Linked DNA regions of Triticum aestivum: region 2 is linked to region 1. A link is a contact called in public Hi-C data. All regions are on one chromosome and are shown on one strand. Each heading gives the region's core, a stretch centred on a gene start, on an enhancer-like site or on the middle of the called end of the contact. The rest is flanking DNA. Distances are from core to core; before and after follow the strand shown. Region 1 has its middle 140 kb from the start of LOC123098191. Region 2 has its middle 250 kb from the start of LOC123098192.

Region 1 (6,707 bases), core at 1,466-3,965:
GATGTTAGACTAGCCACAGTGGGAGTAATTTCGGTAGTAACATCGAGTCCAACTCAGCAATTTTGCTTATGTGGCAATGAGTTAATGAGGAGAGATGTAGTACTAGTAACTTAGCTAGTTACTGTAACATCACATGTCCCAGTCTATAACGTAATAAATGAAGCTTTGCATGTTACCACACTTATGTTACTACCCACTATTGAGGTAGTAACATAGTCTAGAGAAATGTGTATGTTACTAGTGTATGTTACTACCCATTGTGGCTAGTCTTAAGATAGATTAGCCCCCACTCAGAAAAAGAAAGATTGATTAGTCTATAAGCAAAGATTCGTTGGAGCTCATCTTCTTTGGCTGGTGAACATGCACGACACATGCAGCCTCCCTAAACAATCCTGGGCCTCGTACCGTCCGGATAGAGAGCATCATATTCATGCAACTTGATCATCAACTGGTACGTGCTTAATAATGTTATCTTGGAGTAGTTTTTATAAGGGACTTGTACGGTGTGTCAGTAGATCCAGATGGGCCATTGATTTACCTTTGCAGGCAGCCTGAGAACTCTGCTGCTTCACATGATGCAGATGAGATGAATTTTGAAGCAGTGCTTTACTACCACTGAATTAATACTCCTTGTCCTTTGGAGGGTGGGGTCAGTTTGCCCACGCACAAATTTCAAATTCTTCATATAGAGGAAAGCAAATCTCATCAGATAGTATTAGCGAAAAATCACACGCATGAACCATCCACACGAGGTAGATGTGTTCAGTTTCTGGTCGTCGGGCCAAGCTACAAAGGTGACACGCCGTTGCAAACTTCAAATTCTTAAGATATAGCGTTCCGAGAAATCACACACGCGATCCATCCAGCAAGAGGCAGGCAGGGTTAGAGCACCGATTGACTAACAAATTTACGTACAAATTAAGGCTCTGTTTGGAATCTCTCCACTCTGCGGAGCTCGGTTTGAGCTGCCCCGTAAAAAGCTGCAGCAGCCTGCTCCGCTCCGAGAGCTCAGTCGCGGAGCGGAGAGGAACCGAACAGGCACTAAGGCGACACATCGTTGATGGTTGCAGCAATCGGCAAGCCACTAGGACTTCTACATGAGAATCTGAATCTCACTAACAAGAAAAGTTCAGAGGGCGTTGCATGCATGTTGCTGACCATCTGCCGCCGAAAGGAATGGTCGAGTCAAACCACCCGTTGCTACTATGGATCGCCATCGAATATTTAGATGACTTTGGTGCTCTAGCGTTCGCTTGGAAGGAAGGAAGCTCGAGAGCTTTCGAGATTTAATCAATATATATCATCCATTATCAGCTGAAACCTTCTCGTCGTGCATGATGATGCTTTCACTTGCCCGATTCCTTCCCTCTCCCTCGCTTGGTGGAAGCTGACGCGGACGCAGACGCGCCACCCTTGGTCCGGCTCGGCCGGACACGAAACGACGCGGCGTTGGCGCGTCACTGCATGCGGGCCAGCCTGGATAAGGGACGCCTACCTCATCTACTAGTACATCTTAATTAATCGTGTTCCACTAACAAGGAGACCTAATTAACAAACCAAAGCTCGCCTGCCAAGTAGCACCATCTATCTGGTGCTGATCACTGCAAGAGGTGCTGCAAACTAGTGTGAATTGTTAGGATGATCTCCACCGTGTGGGCCCAACGGCCCACCGGGCCCTTAGATCTGCGCCCTGATCGGGGGCGCTCAACCGACTATGGTTGACGGGCCCCTGTCACCTGCACTATATAAAGAGGTGGGGCCGGCGGCTCGCATCACGAGGTTCGTCGCAACGCCGTACACCCTACCTAATCCCCTACCGATCTAGGGTTAGTACAGTGCTGATGGGAAGCGCCGCCACCACTTCACCCACTCTCTGCCACCGCAGCCGCCACCATCCCACCATGGCCACCGGCGGCAGCTCTTCAGGCAAAGGAGAAGGTAATACCTATCACCACTGTTGCCGGAATCCTAGCCTACACGATCCCGTGATTCTATCAATGGTATCGGCCAGATTGGTTTAGGATTTTCAGCAGGAAAAGGAAACGGGAGTTCTAATCCCGGAAAAGAAACCCCCTCCCCTGGAACCCTAATCGACACGGCAAAGAACGAATCCTCACCGTAAAGAAAATAGCGCCGCCGCAAGGCCGCGCCGTTCCTCTCGATCCGGACGGGCATCGGCAAGCCAAGCCGTTCGGAAGAAGAACTCACCCCACAGGGGCAAAGGGCACCACCACAGAGCCATTTGACGGCGACGCGTTCACCCTGGAGGTGCTCGCGCACCCCGGCAAAGGGGTCAGCGGGTGCGCCGCAGGATCTCTCTCTCTCTCTCTCTGTTGCTGTAAGCGATGGTGGATAAGAAGAAAAAGAAGGGGAAGAAAAGAAGGCTCGCGCGGCACGGTGACGTCAGTCGCCGTCGCCGGCGGCCGGGGCAAAGCCCTTTCCTCCACCGTCGTTGTCTTCAAAAGGAGCAGAGGAGGGCTCGACAACGCATCTCTCTGTCTCTCTGTCGCTGGCATTGGAAGAAAGAGGGAGGAAAGGAGGTGAAAGGAAAGGAGAAAGGGAGGGGAAAAGGAAGTGAGCTCGCGCGGCGCAGCAACTCCGTCGCCGTCGCCGGCGACCGGCGTGGCGCGGTGACCCGCGGTCGGGTCGAGAGAGGCAGAGAGCGGCACGAGGGGAAGAAATGAAACGGGCTAGGGTTTCGGCTGGATCGACCTCGCTGGTTTTGATCCAGCGAGGAGAGCGGGTGGCCGTCCGATGCCATCCGACGGTTGCAGTGCAATCCCTAAGTCGCGCTGGTCTTTTGGGCCGAAAGTGGAGCCGGGCGCTGCCGCGGGCGCTGGCCGACGCCGGGCATTAGACCCACTCGGGAGGCCGGGCGCTGCGCAGTACTTAGGAGACCGGGCGGAAGCGCGGCTGGGCCGGCTTCGGCCCAAAGGGCGCGCACGACGCACGCAGGCCGTGGGACGGCCCAAGCAAGGCACTGGCACGTTTTGTTATTTTTTTTGTCCAAGTTTTTTGGCAAATTTAATATAGTTTTTCTATTCAAATTAATTCAACAAAATTTGTCTAGAAAACAAAAAAGAAAAAGAAATGTTTCTGAAAAGTAAAAAGTTCATGAATTTTTATTCATGTTTTTTCCTCTGCAAATAAAAAATAAAAGTGCTCTTTTAAAAGTGAATAGAACTAAAGTAAAAGATTAAACTGTTGCTTCTCTAATGCTTTTTGAACCAACTGGTTAAAATTGCTTAGAGAGTAAAATAGTACAGAATTGTTTCTGAATAGAATATTGTAAAGTTTCCGCTGCAAAGTAAAAGTTTTATTCTCCAATTAAATTGGAACCAACGGGAAAATTTAATTGGAAGAACTGTTCTTAGCAATGTTTTTCCCATGTGGGTGAAATAAGATTCAGATAGTTTCCGATATGACAAAAGAAAGATATTTGTTTTAAAGTGAAAATATGGTATTGTTATTTTCTGACCAATGTTGATAATAACAGTATTATAGTTCTATGAGTCCTATGTTCAAAGCTTAAATCTCTGATAAATTTTGTATCAAAGTGATCAATTTTCAGAGAACAGATAAAGATCAAGAAAAGCTCTTGAGCTAGAGAAATGTATATTTCTTGTTCCCGCTGCAATAAAGTTGGTGATGATGATGATTTCTTATCAAAGTTGTTTAATAGAAATACTATCATCACATTGTTTAAGAGTTATATGCATTATTTCCATTTCCGCCCAACGGTGATATGGAATTAATGTAGAAGGATGATGTTTTATTCTAATTCTGCCCAACGGTGATTTCGAATATAGAAGAAGGTTTTAAAAGTTTAATGTGCATATTTTTTAACCAGACCAACATGGGGTTATTTTTGTGCTCATTATTGTTGATTGTTGGCTAAGTTTTTTCTCAGACTAAAAGTTTTCCATGCTTTCATTCGTGAAAGCGAATGGATGGGTACTTATGATCCGAAAGATGACCAAGAAAGGTCATAACGTGAGGGAGTATGTTCTCTTTAAAGAATGGCTTCAAAAGAAAAGAATTCTTGGATATTAATCCAAGAAAGAAAAGAGGTAGATCATTGAGAGTCTTGGTTGACGAATGTCTTTCATGTACTCTCTATGAAGAAGATTTTTCAATCAACATGATTTGAAATGAAACAAGCAACATGCGTGTTTAATTTGACCAACGTCGGATCAAGCACGTGTGTCAAAGAGCATTCGGATTTATTTCTAAATTTGATGATTGAATATGCAGTCAAAAGAGCCAATTCTGGCATTGATGTCCCTTACAGGGAATTACCCGCATAGCGGGAAAAGATGATTATGATAAAAACCGCATGGCGGGAAAAGTCTGGAAAATACCTGCGTGACTGGGTAAAGTTGACATAGTATTATGTCAGAAATCCTGTGGCGGGAGAAATTTATGCAAAGGACTTATCCTATATGACAGGAGAAAGATATGATGACTCATGTGCGTTTAATGCGTCCCACTCTGGGAGAAAAGTATGGAGTAGCTATTGTGCTTTCCTAGTATCGACCGTACACCTTATGTGTAATGATCATTAAGCACTCAATAAATCCAAAGAGAATAAAAGTTACAGACGAACCTAAAGATAAGAATGATATGCAAGTGTGACTTGCAAAAGTACTAATGATCAAGAACTCTGTTGAGTTTCTGAAATGGAATAAGGAAAAAGTACTCCCATACCAGTTAACAGATAACTTCATTACATATGAAGTAATCAGATAAATGAAGTAGATACTCAAAGTTTCCTCAATTCACAAGAGTTGTGAATGGTTTTTCGAAATTGTGGCAGAAAAGTTCTTGCCACATTTCGAGGGGGAGAAAGAAATATGAGATATCCATTAATGAAGAATGTGATCGTCTGGGGGAGTATGACGATCATAATAATACCCCTAAAGAAAAGAAATAGCTGTATTCCTGGATCTTTTACAGTTCTGAAAGCAAACTAAGGAATACTAAGACGGTGCTTAAAGTGCCATAAAGAAGAAAGTTTTAATAGAATAAACCCAAATAATAAAGTTTAAAGATACGCCATTTTTTAGTGAAGATGGAGTAATCTGGGGGAGCATGTTGTATGACCTATACAACACCTGATGTTAGCTCTATAAAGGATGAATGAGTACACATGGATCTTGTGACACAGGTCCCTGTAAAACCTATTGCCTCTTGGAAATAAAAGACTATAGAATTAATTTGCCTCATGGCAATGACAGAGCAACAACAGCCCCATATGAAAGAAGTGCCAGTACCTGAGACACAGATGGTCTCAAGGAATGAGAAAATCAGATACTTCTGATTACTATAAAGTCTATGTTAGTAAAATTCAAATCGAGGTTGATCTCACCTCATTTAAAGCGCTCAATCGAGCTTAGAGAAGTGTCTGTTTGTCTAAATGATAAGAGACTATGTGAGACGAAATAAAATTGGTGAATCCCGACAATGTTTGGGACTCATAAGTAATTTCCAATGGAGCATAAACAGTAGGCTGTAAAAGGTCTACAAGGTCAATGTGACTCCAAAGGAAATATGTAAAGGTGTAAAGCGCGACTTGAATCAAAAGATTTTGTGCAAAGAGAATGAACAAATTACAATGAGTGTCAGTGGCACATCATGACCGACATCATGATCTGAGTTACATCAGATGAATGTAAAGAACACAAGGGATACTGCTTCAAGAAGTTTTTTGTGGACTAGAGGAAGTCTCTAGACAGTTGCATTTAAAGTTTAAAGAATCAGATGATATTTTGGGTTAAAGAAAATGGAAGGACAATTGTATTCATGCAAAGTTATAGAATGGGGAATTCATTTCCCAATCCTGTGCATGTGGACGACGTCCTACTTGCTAGTGGTGATGTTAATCTACTTCAGGAGGAGAAAAGAAGTTCTTGTCCTCAAAGTTCAAAATTACATTTCTCGGAGTGTCTCTCGTTATAAATATCGAGATTCACCAAGAAAATAATAAAATTAGGTATTAGGAATGTCGCATGGACATGGTAACAAAGGTCTCTAATGTATGCATGCGAGAAAACCTACGGCTGTTCTTATAGTCAAGGGTAATGGAACTGGAAACTATGGTGTTCCAAAAGTTGATGAGAAAAGATTGAAAACGGATATGGTACCATATGCTTCAGCTGTTGGAAGCTCAATATATTACCCTGACACAATTCACGTATCCGGGTTGTTTTGGCAATATCCAGTCCATATATAGATCACTGGAATGGAGTCAAAGATATCGGCCTCGTGCTGAAAGAAATAAGTGCTCTCAAAAGATTGTGAGTACAAAGACAGGACTTGTGAAATGTATAGCGAAATCCACAATTGTCGCTAACTTTCATACTTGGAGGTTTTTGTGTGGAAAAGCTCCAAAGAATGAAACAATTATCATCAATGTGATGCAAAGATATTTTATAGCTTGATATGAGGCTGAGGGACAGGCAAAATGGTTAAGGAGACCTGTACCCTGAGTTAATAATGGTTGACAACAGCGATAACCATTTTAAGCTGTTCGCTCCTATGACAACGAGTCAAGTGTTGATGCCAAACACACTGACACAGAGTTATGCGTTGTAAAGGAGAAAGTCCGAAATTATGTAGAAATGCTTGAAGCATAAAAGCAACAGACAAGTGTTTGCAGATCTGCTTATTAAAGGCTTACCGCCCAGTGTGTTCGGAGAACACACAGT
Region 2 (6,420 bases), core at 1,506-4,005, 170 kb after region 1:
CGGCGGGTCAAGCGACGCGCAGGGGCAGCTCTGCCCCCGAGCAGCAGCCTCACTTAAAGGCGCCGCAGAGGAGTGAATGGCCTCGAGAAGCGCGGCAGCGCTGTCAGGGAAGCCAGGGGCGCTCCAGCGTTGGCGCGGGTGGCCGGAGGGGGACGAGCTGTCGGTGGATCACGAGCCCGGAGTGGGGTACGCCAGATGTGAGGTCGTCGGCGCCGGAGTGGCGGCCGCCGAGGGGCTGGTTGGTGGGGGTGGAGGGGAGCGCGGTGGAGCGCGCAAGGGAGCCATCCCCACACGGAATATTTCATTTCCAAGAAGAAACCAATTCAAGGATGAGTCTATCCCAATCCCATTCATGGGTCCTGCCCGTTCCAACCATCGGTTGTGCTGTTTTTGGCTTTCCTTTCCTTGCACGTACAGAGATCGATCAACAAACCCTAATCAGAGAGGGGGAGAAAACAACTTAACAGAAGCATCATTTTTATAGGGTACAACTGAAAACGCCCGGACGGAGGAACCGTAGCTAGCTAGGTTGCCAAAAGAAGTGGCAGGAAATTTTGTGTGAAGCACGAGCTGTTAGATTTGGCCCTTGTCAAGTTATCATGTCCATGCACATGGCATATGGCGTGGCGTGGCCTTGTGGCAGCGGCCGATAGCCATTCGTGCAGCACGAAGGACGGGATCGCCGTCAGATTACATGCACACCCAGCAAGGCAGTTAAGAACACCCAGCCCAGCCGGAGGCATCGAAGCAACAGGGATACGAATCTCACCCAGAAGTACCACCTGGGGAAAAATATCCCCACCGAGCTATCAGTAGACAAGGACTGATGAGTGATGACCGAGCTAGCTGGTTAGGTTGGCTGTAATTCTCACAAGGTTCTCTTTGCAGTGCAGTTTTCACGGCGCCTGCAGACAGATTAGGGCCTAGATAGATCGCCGGAGCTCAGACAAAATTGCCACCCATCACGATCCATCAAATTTTGGCAGCTCAGCCGTACGTACCAAACTGGTCCGGTCGGACATCAGGACCGCTGGACCGGACCTTGACAAGGAGACCCATCCACAGGCCACAGCAGGCGTCACACCGCAGGCCCTGTGCTGTGCCTGTGCGTGCTCTTGAAAAAGCTCTCTCCACTGAAACACTGTGCACGAGCACTTACCTTTTGCGATAAGGGAGGGAGCGGGCTTCACTGCAGTGTACAGTTTGATCGTCCTCGTGTGCGCCTCGAACCGATGACGTCGACGCGATGCGCGGCCGGCGTCGGTGAGTCACCACACGGCACGGGACCGTTCCGGCGAAGCAATCAAGCGTTGTGGATGATATCTGATTCGTTCAATTTGCTGGACCGGGTTCGATTCAGTCTTCTTCCGCGGCGTGATGATGCGGGCATTTATATTCTGACGAAAAAGGAGGAGATGGATGAGCGGGAGCAGGCGCAAAAATAGTGGTTGGGCGAGCGTCGCGGCGGCAGGGTGGGGGCCGTGCGTGTCGTGTGCTCGCCGGTGTTTTGGCGGGCGCGGCGGCGGGGGCACGGGCGGGGCTCGTGGGAACAGGAGCGCACGAGGCCTTGCTTTGCTTTGCCCCACTCCCAGAGGAGAGCCAGAGGAGGTACGGAGCCCCATGCAAAAAGGGCCTCCGGGTGAACAAAACAAACTTATGGCTGAATCTTATTTACGCCTTGGTCCTGCTCACTTGACCCATAATTTTGCGGTACAAGCTGTCGAATATACTACACGTCTTTTTGTTGCCTCAAAAAAAAAAACAAAACTACACGTCTCTTTTGAAGATGCAACGAACTTGAGACTTATTTGATGATGATTATTTTACGTTTTGCCAGTACCATCTGAATAGCTAATTCCTACTTATCTTGAATGGTCCGTGGATTGCGACGAATATTTGCTACCACGAAGATCTCCTGGATCAAAAGAGAAGGAGCATTGATCCGCAAAAACAAAAACAAAAAGAGAGAGAAGGAGCATTCCCGGTTGATTCAGGGTGTGCTTTTTCGATTAAGAAAAACACAGAGCAGGTCCACTGCATTTCTCAGATCTAACAACTGTTTTAGTACTACTCACTGCAGGCCGGTGTCTCAAGATCAATGAAGTCTACTGTGAAGTCCAACAACACTACAAACTATATACGCTGCGTCGCAGCTCCTCCTGTACGAGTAAATAATTCATAGAAATTCCACATTATGAGACCAGCAGGCCAGTTTTTCGACATGACAAAAGGCCAAAGGTCTGAGGAGAAAAAACTCTAGTAGTAGGAGGATGGCACACTGCTGGGTCATGTCGTACTATTCCCTCCTTCCATCTATATAGGGCCTAATGTGTTTTAAGACCGCCTTTGACTATTGATAAGACTAATAGTACATGAGATGTATAATGTGAAAATTATATCATTGGAAGCTTCTTTCACATACGAATTTACCGTATACTTTGTGTAAGTTGCATGTTATATATTATTGCTTTAACATTTGGTTAAAGTTAGTCTCAAAAAACACATTAGGCCCTGTATAGATGGAAGGATGGAGTAGATCCAATCCAGCCCCCACGACAGAAGAAAAGTGAAACAAAGCACTGCACAGTCAGATTCCCCCACCCGCCAGAATTTACCGCCACTCTCGCTCCCCACTGCTCACATCCACTTGTCCACCTCCGACTCCCCCGCTGACCTACCGCCGTCACCGGAGCTGTCGGGCGCGGGCGCGGACGTACCGCGGCGCCCCACGTCGCCGGGTCGCTGTCGCCGCGCGGAGGACGGCTCCCGGCTCGCCACGTCGGCTAGCCGTGCCGGACTGCAGAGCGCGCGCGCAGTTGAGGGGCAGGGGAGTCATCGACCAGACCACCCATCGACATTACTGGAATCCACTTGCTTGGATTATATATTAAGATTAAGATTGATAAACAAACGCTTCCGGAAGCACCAAGGGCGCGCACTAAGTAGGAAAGAGTATGCTCGATGCGGCGCGAGGGCATCGCATCTCCTTGTTTTGACCGGGACTGATTGAGCGTTGATGCAGACTCCCGGCCGTGCTGCTAACATAAACTAGTGCCCGCTTTGTCTTTTTTGCCTAGCGAGGGATGAGTGAGTTGGAAAGATTAGGAAGTGGCTACTCGGATGGATATGGTTTCCAGTTCCTTGTTGATCTAGGAAGAAATCTTCTCTTCTTAGAAAAGCATATACAGCAATGTAGGTCCATTAGCATATACGGTTTTGTAAGATTTTTCATTCCAAGCGCCCAGAGTACATAAATTCGTAATATGTACTTGCATATTTGGTGTTTTGGGGGCATGTGCACATGCACGCACGAGAGTTAGAATTTGGATGCTCATATTTACGCACACGCAAGTACAAAAAAATTGTGACTTTTCACTTGTCAATTTATACCCGGTCCTTATCAATCGCAGAGGTCAATCAAAGAGTGCACTTCTCATACTAATTGCAAAAACAACTATATATGCTAAGATGGGTCAGCAGCAGCGGGAATGGTATTGCGGAGGAATGATGGCAGTGTCATCTTCGCAGCGTATCGATATATATTTAACTGCAATGACGCCCTAGAAGCCGAACTACATGCTCTAATGCAAGGAATGGCCCTAGCTATTCAACATAGTGAGGGGTCTGTCATTGTTCAAACCGACTCATCGGAAGCACTGATGGCAATGAAGGGGGACAGTCTTCAGTATTCTGCTTATGGACATTTGGTGGCTGAGATTCAGCATCATATGGGTGTAAGAGAGTTTATTCCATCGAAAGTTAAGCGTGAGCAAAATAGGGTAGCAGATCGATTGGCTTCGTATAGTCGTACAGAGAGCACTACTGCTGTATGGCTAGGTAGAGGACCACCATGTGTGGAGGAACTTTTGCCTCCTGATTGTAACCCTGTGATCTTGGAATAAAATCTCTTTTACCCTCGCAAAAAAGGGAAAAATGTACATAGGGGTTATTCACAAAATAAGAGAGAAAGGAAAAAAAATACATAGAGGTTATTTACAAACTGTATTTTTTGGTAGTGGAGCATGACCAAAAAATACACTATCATTTGGAGATCACAAGTATTAATTCTGTCGTTGAGCATGAGCCAGCTGAAAAATTTGTACTTGGACATACAACATGATTTCCAAATCCATCTCGGAGGGGCTGGGCAGGTGTTATTGCCCAACAGGGTGTTATAAATTTTCTTTGTATTTGCAGTCTCCCCACATGAATTTCCAAATGTCATTTGTGTGGTTGTCTTTGATGTTTTCCAGAGCAGCTACCAGTTGTTGAAACTAATGGTGTGCAGTAATGTAGAGAGGCAACTAGAATAGATCATAGTAGTTCTCCATTTTTTGCTTCTGCAATAGAAGAAATATTATCATCCAGAGTAAAAGAGTGTAATTTAGGGGATCTTTTAATCATCCATGGATTGGTGGTGCCATACATATTTCCAAAGGAAGGTAGCATTACCTTTGTTAACATCACAGGTTGCCAAACATCTCTCTATATATATCACACAAACTGATGCAATCTTTCCACCAAAAAGATCCCTTACTATTGCTGGCATGCGGAATTTCATTTTTATGATAGTATGCTCGCCATATCAGGTTAACCCAGGGAATATCGGCCTGATTATAAAATTTGTGTAAATGCTTGATCAATAAAGCATAATTCTATAATCTCGGATTAATAATTCCTAGGCCACCTTGTTCCTTGGGCTTGCATATCATTTTCCAACTAGCAAGGCAGTTGCCCTTTTTGTTGATATCATTTCATGCCATATAAAATTCTGTTGGATTTATTAACATGTTCCGGTACTGTGACATGGACTTTAAAAGTGCAAATAGCACATATTGGCATGGAAGCAATAACAGAGTTGACATAAGTAATTCTTCATGTACAGTTCATGAAGTTGGCAACTCTAGAGAGTCTTCTATCTATTTTTGCAATGATTGGCATCATATCACTAACTGATGGTTTGGTAGTGCCCAATGGTAGACCAAGGTAGGCTTTCCACTTTACACCCAAAGTTTTCAACAAGTAGATTGACAGTGTTGTTCTCAATGTTGATTGGAACAATAGATGATTTTCTATAGTTGACAAAGAGTCCAGTTGATTGGCTGAACAATTGTAGAAGAGTTTTGAGATGCATGAGCTGCTCATTGTCAGCAGGCATAATCATCAAGGTATCATCAACATAATGTATGATGGGGTATTGTTGGTTGTAGCTAAGGTCTACTGGAAGAGATAATTCACCAATCATCCAAGCAGCATTAACAATTGATTGTAGAAGATCAACAGTTATGGCATATAGCAAGGGGAGTGAGGATCCCCTTGACTGACTCCCCTCTTGCAGTAGATGGTTTTACCAACAACTCCCTTAAGTAGCATAGGTGCGGTAGCAAAGTAAAGGATTTTTGACGCCCCATTGATCCATCTAGGTCCAAAACCTTTGGCCTTAAGCATGGCAATAATGGCACTATATTGCACTTTATCAAATGCTTTTTCAAAATCCAGTTTCACAATGATAATAGGTTTTTTGGATTTATGGCAAATATGAAGATATTCAAAAGTATAACCAAGACAGTCTTGAATGGTTCTGCCTTTGATGAATCCATATTGATTCTGGTGGCAATCAAAATGATCTCATTTTGTTCTCTATTGGCCATAAGTTTTGTAAAGAATTTGAGAGGCAAACTTACCAGAGATATGGGTCTATAGTCATTCAGGGTCTCTGGAGATTGTTTTTTGGGATAAGAGTAATGTATGCAGTGTTAATGCTGCAAATATCCATATCTCCTTCAAATAAATCACATATCATTTTGTAGAAATCACTCTTAATGATGGGCCAACGGGTTTTAAGAAATTTTCCATTAAAACCATCAGGACCAGTGGCTCTGTCAATGGAGAAGTCCTTGACAATTGATTCAATTTCATCTAATGAAAATGGTTTATCCAGGTGATTCAGATTGTGTGGTTGGATGATGTCACTGAGTTCAAAGAGCATAGTGGGATTAATGGAGGTGCCCAATCTGTCTTTGTAAGTTTTCCAAATAACTGAAGCTTTTTTTATCATGAGAGGAATGGATGAGACCATCTTCATTAATGGAGGATATGAAGTTTTTCCTGTAATTAATGGAGGCCATGGCATGGAAAAACTTACAATTTTCATCACCACATTTGATGTCTCTCCTTTTCTATATGCTTTTCCAATAGATTCTTTTGGCCTCCATTAGTTTCAGAAGATGTGGCTTGAGAATGTTTCTGAAATTTCTTTCACGCAAACTGAGTGGCCTTTGATCTTCGACACCATCAAGCAAAGTGAGAACATAATTGCAGGCTTCAATGGTATTTTTTAAATTGGAGATATTCCTACTCCACGTCTTGAGCCCTTGTTTGACACATTTTAGTCTGGCACAAATATCTTTGGCGGAGTTA

Evidence for each region. A called contact is a pair of places that touch in the nucleus more often than the background predicts.
Region 2: a contact with region 1 is called in a Hi-C map of leaf, with 10 times the contacts expected there. The contact joins two enhancer-like sites. A contact is called at or near these places in 2 of 5 Hi-C or Micro-C datasets (both in leaf).

The regions. Positions count from the first base shown.
Region 1 is chr4D:401,701,321-401,708,027 of IWGSC CS RefSeq v2.1, forward strand. No RefSeq gene overlaps it. Among protein-coding and RNA genes, the nearest start is that of LOC123098191, 140 kb to the left of the region's middle. Within about 2 kb of position 2,716, at least 7 of the 8 cell types and tissues checked have an H3K27ac peak or open chromatin away from gene starts, as enhancers often do. A contact at or near this core is called in leaf, where this site is marked.
Region 2 is chr4D:401,869,921-401,876,340 of IWGSC CS RefSeq v2.1, forward strand. No RefSeq gene overlaps it. Among protein-coding and RNA genes, the nearest start is that of LOC123098192, 250 kb to the right of the region's middle. Within about 2 kb of position 2,756, at least 4 of the 8 cell types and tissues checked have an H3K27ac peak or open chromatin away from gene starts, as enhancers often do. A contact at or near this core is called in leaf, where this site is marked.